Linked DNA regions of Sus scrofa: region 2 is linked to region 1. The links are chromatin contacts, called in public HiChIP or PLAC-seq maps. All regions are on one chromosome and are shown on one strand. Each heading gives the region's core, a stretch centred on a gene start, on an enhancer-like site or on the middle of the called end of the contact. The rest is flanking DNA. Distances are from core to core; before and after follow the strand shown.

What was found. HiChIP or PLAC-seq counts read pairs in DNA pulled down with a chosen protein or histone mark.
Region 2: an H3K27ac HiChIP or PLAC-seq map of alveolar macrophages shows a contact between it and region 1. The contact joins two enhancer-like sites. A contact is called at or near these places in 1 of 5 promoter capture datasets (fetal liver) and 1 of 2 datasets of contacts at active chromatin or transcription factors (alveolar macrophages).

Annotation. Positions count from the first base shown.
Region 1 is chr13:65,789,510-65,793,415 of Sscrofa11.1, forward strand. The region is part of intron 1 of SETD5 (SET domain-containing protein 5); the gene reads left to right. Among named protein-coding and RNA genes, the nearest start is that of SETD5, 31 kb to the left of the region's middle. Within about 2 kb of position 2,327, at least 1 of the 83 cell types and tissues checked has an H3K27ac peak or open chromatin away from gene starts, as enhancers often do. A contact at or near this core is called in alveolar macrophages, where this site is marked.
Region 2 is chr13:66,301,247-66,305,105 of Sscrofa11.1, forward strand. It overlaps FANCD2 (Fanconi anemia group D2 protein), which reads left to right. Exons shown (of 44, transcript XM_021069313.1): 40 at 528-602; 41 at 1,656-1,730; 42 at 2,936-3,082. Among named protein-coding and RNA genes, the nearest start is that of FANCD2OS, 9.8 kb to the right of the region's middle. Within about 2 kb of position 1,940, at least 9 of the 83 cell types and tissues checked have an H3K27ac peak or open chromatin away from gene starts, as enhancers often do. A contact at or near this core is called in alveolar macrophages, where this site is marked.

The DNA of each region.
Region 1 (3,906 bases), core at 1,077-3,576:
TTGGGGTTTTGTTTTTTTGTTTTTTTGGGGGGGCCATGCCCACAGCATGTGCAAGTTCCCAGACAAAGGATCAAACCTGCGTTGCTGCAGTGACAATGTCATTTCCTTCATTAACCCTCTGTGCCACAAGAGAACTCCTTGATGAGCTTCTTAATGTCTCAGAGTTTCTTCTCTATCCAAGGGTAATTAAAAATGAAGGCATCGTATTTATACTACTGAGACAGAACTCGTAGAACAGAGTTTTGATAACCTGTTTAAAACTTGAGATCTCAAATCTTCTAGGTTACTTGAATTTTTTGGTCATAGACCTATAAATGCCAGCTAGATTAAAGATGGCTAGCATAATTTGTTTTTTCATTCCTAGAAAAAGAAATTGAGAGCTTGTTGCTACCTTCTATTAAAAGAAAAGTTACCTCATGGAACAGCTGTAAGAAAATTCTTTGGTTTTGAAAATAATGCCTGATCTAGGTTTTATTTTGACAGTCCCAGCCCAAATTTAGTGAAAAAGCAACTGAGATCTCAGATGACATCCAGTGTATCCAGTTAATAGCATTAAAAATGTTTTGGACTTATATGGCCATTGGGTTAAGAATCCGACTACAGCGACTTGGGTTGCTGCAGAGGCACAGATTTTATCCCTAGATTGGGAAGTTCCATAAGCCAAGGGTGTGGCCATTAAAAAAAAGTGTATCACAGAATTGTTAAGAATTTGCAATTAATTTTCATTTTAAGGTTTTCTTTTAGGATGTAGAGTGTCTTCTAAGGAAGAGACTGAAGAATGTTGAAATTATCTTGGGAAGTTCTTGTTGTGGCTCAGCGGAAACAAATCCACCTAGGAAGCATGAGGTTGCGGGTTCGATCCCTGGTCTCGCTCAGTGGGTTAAGGATCCCACATTGCTGTAGCTGTGGTGTAGGCCAGCAGCTATAGCTCCAATTTGACCCCTAGCCTGGGAACCTCCATATGCTGTGGGTGTGCCCTAAAAAAGATGAATAAAGTGAGCAAAACAGATTAAAGAACAGTAGGGTTATCAACTTTCATCTTTAGGGACTCCTTGGGAAGTAGAATTCTGTGAGAATTTCACTTCTACTTTTTATGCTTTTGTAATGTTTGTGTATTTCTACAAGCATTTATTTTTATAATAAGAATGAAGATACAGGAGATCCCATCATGGCTCAGTGGTTAACGAATCCAACTAGGAACCGTGAGGTTGCGGGTTTGCTCCTTGGCCTCGTTCAGTGGGTTAAGGATCCAGCGTTGCTGTACGCTGTGGTGTAGGTCACAGATACTGCTCGGATTTGGCGTTGCTGTGGCTGTGGCTGGCAACTACAGTTCCGATTCGACCCCTAGCCTGGGAACTTCCATATGCCGCGGGAGCAGCCCTAAAAAGGCCAAAAGACAAAAAGACCAAAAAAAAAAAAAAAAAAGAATGAAGATACAGCTGTTGATTGAGAGAGGATCCTTACTGTGCGTATCAGAATTATTAAGCTTTAAGTTCCTTTACTGCTATATACTAAGCTTCTTTGTCTGCCAAATAATTGCAGAACATGTATAGTCAGGTTCTGTTCATGATTTGAAAGTTCTGACAACCTGTTGTTCTTTGTACTGTTAAGAATTCTTTAGGAGTTCCTTGGTGGCCTAGCAGTTATAGGATCCTGATGTGGCTTAAATCACCTCTGTGGCTTGGGTTTGATCTCTGGCCCAGGAACTTCTGCATGCTGCATGTGTGGCCAAAAAAATTTTTTAAATAATTTTTTATGAGACCAATAAATGGTAACTTTTGCCTAAATAGTATAAGAGATTTGTAGAAAAATATGTTTTCAAACTTGTCTGTGTCACTGCTAACCTCTGGAGTGGTTTAGGGTTTTCTTTCTTGGATGGGAGGGTTTTGTTTTCACTTTAGGTTGACTCCTTAATCCTAGAGACACACCTTAGGATTTCCTTTCCCTTTCATGATTGTGAAAATGCAGTACTTGACGCATAAGCAAACCAAGAGAGTTTGCAAAGTACCTAACATCTTCTACTTGGGTAAGAGAAACATCTTAAAATAGCACTTAACATAGTTTTCTTTTATACATAGTAGTTACGCATCTCATGATTGTTGAATGACTGGAGAAAAACCTGACAAATCTAGATAATAGAAATGGAAATCCCAAGAGAGCCAGAAATGTTAATCTTGACTTGTTTGTCTAACACAGTACCAGGAATAATTGGTGCTTAAGTTTTAAAATTTTGTTTTAATTCAAACATTGCTGTCTAAAATAAGTAGTAATTATTGGGACTTCCCACTGTGGCTCAGTGGGTTCATGATGCAGTGTTGCTTCAGCTGTGGTGAAGGTTGCAACTCTGGCTCAGATTCATTTCCTGTCCTAGGAACTTCCATATGCTGTGTGTGTGGCTGAAAAGGGGGGGAAATAGTAATAAAATTAAGTAAGTAGTAATTACTTTAGTAAATAGAGCCTATACAGTAAAATTCTAATTTTCTTTCTACTTTACTCCACCACTTTGTGACTTATTATAAATTAACTTTTTTGTAACTCTTGTTTCTTCATTTTTAAAATAACGAATTAGACTCTAAACTTAAAACTAAAGTTTTTATCAACTGGAGAAATTTTGCGTAAAGTACAGAAAAGCATAGCTTTTGGGGTTTTTTGGTTTTTTTTTTTTTTTTTTTTTTTTTTGGTCTTTTCAGGGCCGCACTCACGGCATAGAGAGGTTCCTAGGCTAGGGGTCAAATCGGAGCTGTAGCCACTGGCCTACGCCAGAGCCACAGCAACGCAGGATCTGAGGTGCATCTGTGACCTGCACTATAGCTTATGGCAACACCAGATCCTTAACCCACTGAGCGAGGTCAGGGATTGAACACACAACCTCATGGTTCCTAGTTAGGTTTGTCTCCGCTGTGCCACGACAGGAACTCCATAAACTGTACTTTCATACAGTATAGTTTATAACCCACTTTGTGCATAACCCACTTTGTCTGCAGTAAGTATACATGGTTTGCATTTCAGGATTTGAAAATGAAAAAAGGTATGGTTTGAGAGTCAGCAAACACAGGTAGGAGAGGTTCTTTTCTGATCTAGTGTGGTACATGCCTCTAAAGCATGATCTGAGAGTTGAAACATGGTAAGATAGAACCTTTAAAAAGTCTTGGGAATATAACTTTTTAAAGAGTTCATTGTTCAGAGTTCATTGAGAGTATCATCTTTGAGACTCAGAAGCCTAAAATTTTCCTAATTGATTATTGTCATAGGTAGAGTCTTCGCATCCTTGGTTAGTTTTAGCAGTAAAAATCATTGTTAAATGGGTTATGAATACAGTATTTCTTTTTCTTCATTGTTAAAATAATTTAAGATTGGAGTTCCCATCATGGCACAGTGGAAACAAATCCACCTAGGAACCATGAGGTTGCAGGTTCGATCCCTGGCCTCACTCGGTGGGTTAAGGATCTGGTGTTGCTGTGAGCTGTGTGGTGTAGGTCGCAGATGCGGCTTGGATCTAGCATTGCTGTGGCTCTGGCGGAAGCAGGCGGCAACAGCTCCGACTAGACCCCTAGCCTGGGAACCTCCATATGCCGCGGGTGCAGCCCTATAAAGACAAAAGACAAAAAAAAAAAAAATTAAGATTATAGCGTTTAGTTTTACTATATATAGCATGTACTCTTACTCTGTTACTCATCCCCCCTTCCTTTCAAGTACAACAATGTATGTCTTGGCCTCTATAATATTACCATTAGTGAAGTTTTTCATGGGGAAAGAACTTCTTATAGGATTCCCCATCCACACCCCCTGCCCCATCCTTGCCGCATATGGTAGTTACTGGGCCAGGGATTGAATCCTAGCCATAGCTGCAACCTTTGCCATAGCTTAACCCATACCTTAACCCACTATGTTGCAATGGGACCTCCT
Region 2 (3,859 bases), core at 690-3,189, 510 kb after region 1:
CTGCTTCTAACCCACCACTGACAGTTCCTTCCAAGTGGATGGCGCCCCTTTTGTGTTATCTCCTGATGTCTCTCTTCCTCTTTATTCTTCTCCCTGGGCCCAGTGTGGGATGTGGTGAGAGAGGGAGTGATTTATCTGATTGGGAAGTTTGGCACTTGGTCCTGTGTTTCCTCAGCTCTTCCCAGCTTAATCCTCTTGAGAGTAAGTTGTCCTCAGGGAGCTGGGGTTCCCTTCTGTTTCTCTGAGCCCTCATTCTCAAGCTGAGCAACACCCCTGTGCATCAGCTGTGTCTGGGGTAGTTAAGTCTGCCTAATTCTGGGGCTTAGTTAGCAAGTCCATTAGTTTTTTTACGTTAAGCTACATTCTCCAAGTTAACCTTTTGAACCCTTCTCCATTTATTTTTTATATATAAAAATAAGAAAAGAAATCCCCTGGTCTGGGTAATGCAATGCTGCCTCAGGTGGGGGCCTTTCAGGTGAAGGACCTCAGCTAGAGGTCATCACCAATGTTTGTCTTCTCTTTTTCAGTATGGACGTCTCTTTGTGGAAGCATTTCTGAAGCAGTGTATGCCGCTCCTAGACTTCAGTTTTAGAAAGCACCGGGTAAGAACTGAGCAGCAGCAAAGACTTGCTCTGTACAGTTGTTCAGAGGATGTGTCCATGGAGACTTCTGGGCTGGCATGGGAGCAGTCCCCTTGCCCAGGTTCTGAGTCACAGATCTACTTAGGCACCTCTGGTCACTTCAGCCATCCCCAGAGATGCCCACAGAGAACTGAATATTCCACCTTCCTGCTTCTCCTCCACATCTGAGGATGGCTGTTCCTTTTAGCTTGAGTTTATTGTGCTACTGCACTCCCAGGACCTCACATATTAGGGGGTCATTTGCTTATTCCCATGTGCTTCTCTAGGTCTGGTCTCAAGAATTTAGGGGGGAAAAAACCAAACTCACTTTTGTTGTAAACTTTGCCATTATAAAAGACAATCTTAAAGAGTTTTTTTAGCTGAGTAGGACCCAGGGCTAGAGTAGTGAAATAAGGATAGAAACAGAGATGACAATCTCTCACACATATTTAGCAAATTGAACTTTGTAAAAAAACAATATTTGGCTGGTCCCTTATAGCTCAGAAAGGGAAAGGAGAGGATGGCCAGCAAGCACTCCTCCTGTTTGAGGGGCAAATTAAGATAATTATCCAGTACCATCTGTAAAAATTGTGAATCGCTGTGTTGTACACCTGAAACTTACATTGTAAGTAAATTTAATAAAGGAAAGGTGATTATCCATATGTGGCTGGAACCTGCAGGATTCTTTGGAACCCTTAACTGAAAGAATTTCTTGCACTTAAAATGAAATGATGGTGTTCCCGTCGTGGCTCTGTGGTTAACGAATCTGATTAGCATCCATGAGGATGCAAGTTCGATCCCTGGCCTTGCTCAGTGGGTTAAGGAACCGGCATTGCCATGAGTTGTGGTATAGGTCACAGACTTGGCTCGGATTCTGTGTTGCTGTGGCTGTGGTGTAGGCCAGCAGCTGTAGCTCTGATTCGACCCTTAGCCTGGGAACTTCCATATGCCACAGGTGTGGCTCTAAAAAGCAAAAAAAAAAAAAAAAAAAAAAAAAAAAGTTCATTTGGCACTGATGCATGTTGTTGGTTCTAGGAAGATGTTCTGAGTTTATTGGAAACCTTCCAGTTGAACACGAGATTGCTTCATCACCTGTGTGGGCATTCCAAGGTAAGAGGGAGAGCAGGTCATCATGGGCTTAATCTGCCATTGCCATTTAGAGATCCATGGGTTCCAGCAGCTCCTTCTTCCTTTTTCACCCCCTTTATTTCTGGGACTGTGTCTGTCCAAAGGAAGTTTATTCAGCATTGTCAGTCCCAGTTGCTGGCTGAGATTGGGCAATCAACTAGAGGGGAATTTCTGCATCTGAAATTTGATTCACGCTCCGTAGCCCTATTTCCTCTAGAAGGTCTTCTTTGGTGAGAGAGAGAGAATGTTGGTGGGTGTGTAATGGCTACAAAGCGCTCTGGGCAGGAGGAATGTTATGTCAGTGATGACTCTTCTGGAAATAAAGAGGTAGTTCCAAAAGCAGCTGTGTTTAGGGCTGTTCATCTGTACTGTTCACTTGCCAAGGAACACATCTGTCTCCTATGAGAACATTTTAGCTTTCAAGGACTTTTCGATTTGAAGCCTACCACTGAACCATTGTCACTTTTTATCTGAGGAAACACAGAACCATGGAGTTCTATAGTCACTGGCAAACCCGTGGTCCTCCCACCCAGTTCCTGTTGTGCACTTCCTCCCCTGGTTCTGACTTCTCAAGATGTTGAATGGTGGAATTTTAAGGCCTCTCAGCTAAAAAAGGATACTGTCTGTTGTTTACTATCATATATGTTCAGGCATATTTTAGGTAAATTGGAATTCCCATCGTGGCTTAGCAGATTAAGAACCTGACTAGTATCCATGAGGATGTGGGTTCAATCACAGGCCTCTCTCAATAGGTTAAGGGTCCAGTGTTGCCACAATCTGCAGCATAGGTCGCAGATGTGGCTTGGATGCCACATGGCTGTGGTGTAGGCTGGCAGCTGCATCTCTGATTCGACCTCTAGCCCAGGCACTTCCTTATGCTACAGATGTGGCCCTGAAAAAAAAAAAGGAATTTTTTTTTTTTAGGTAAGGTAATTGATAATTGGTCAATAAGATGTTTTGAGGAAATGAGAGGTGTCGGTGGTGTGTCTTCTAGGCTCTTTTAGCTTGAAGGACAGCTGCCATTCTCTTCAGAATATTCTGCAAAGCTTCTGCTATTTGATGAAACATGTCTCTGGCCTATGCTCTTGTTCAATGTTCAAGTGTCAGGAATTCAAGAGTCGCTATATTGGAGATGTGAAAGCATGATGATAAATCCAAATGAGTTGGGTGTGTTTGTTTTCATTCAGATTCACCAGGACACAAAACTCACCAAACATGTGCCTTTGCTCAAAAAGACCCTGGAGCTGTTAGTCTGCAGAGTGAAAGCTATGCTTACCCTCAACAGTTGCAGAGAGGCTTTCTGGCTGGGCAATCTCAAAAACCGGGACTTGCAGGTAACCCAGTGGTGGTCTCCTTCTCCCATGCCTTGTGAGAGTGATGGGAAGTGTGGAAGGGAGGTCACCCCAGCACTGCTCTCTCCATACTCGGTTGCTTTTCTCTTAGTCTGTGACTCTTTAGCTCTTCAAGTTGGGGAGCATTGCTCATAGGCAATGGTTGTAGGCCATACTCCTCATCCCAGGAAGTGAAGGCACCACAACAGCCCTTTGGTATAAAAAAAGGCCTCAGACACAGAGCCAGGTTAGTAAGCCGCTTTCTGGGAGTTCCAGTTGTGGCACAGCAGAAACGAATATGACTAATATCCATGAGGATGCAGGTTCAATCCCTGGCCTTGCTTGGTGGGTCAGGGATCAGGCATTGCCATGAGCTGTGGTGTAGGTCACAGACATGGCTTAGATCCCATGTGGCTGTGGTGGTGTAGGCCGACAGCTATAGCTCCAATTCGACCTCTGGCCTGGGAACTTCCGTATGCTGCAGGTGTGGCCCTAAAAAACAAAAAAAGAAAAAAAAAAACCCACCAAAAAAAAAAAATCTCTTTCTACAGCTAGAGGGGGACCCTAGGGCCCACTGAGGGTATATTAAAACTATTTTTTTTGTTGTCGTTCAGTTATTTTTTTTGTGTTCCCCCCCAAAACCAGTCTTATTTCTAAAATTATTCTCTGGCTAATTTTTATTTTATTTTTTTAGGGCCACATCTACAGCATATGGAGGTTCCCAGGCTAGGGAGTGAATCAGAGCTACAGCTGCAGACCTACACCACAGCCACTACAATT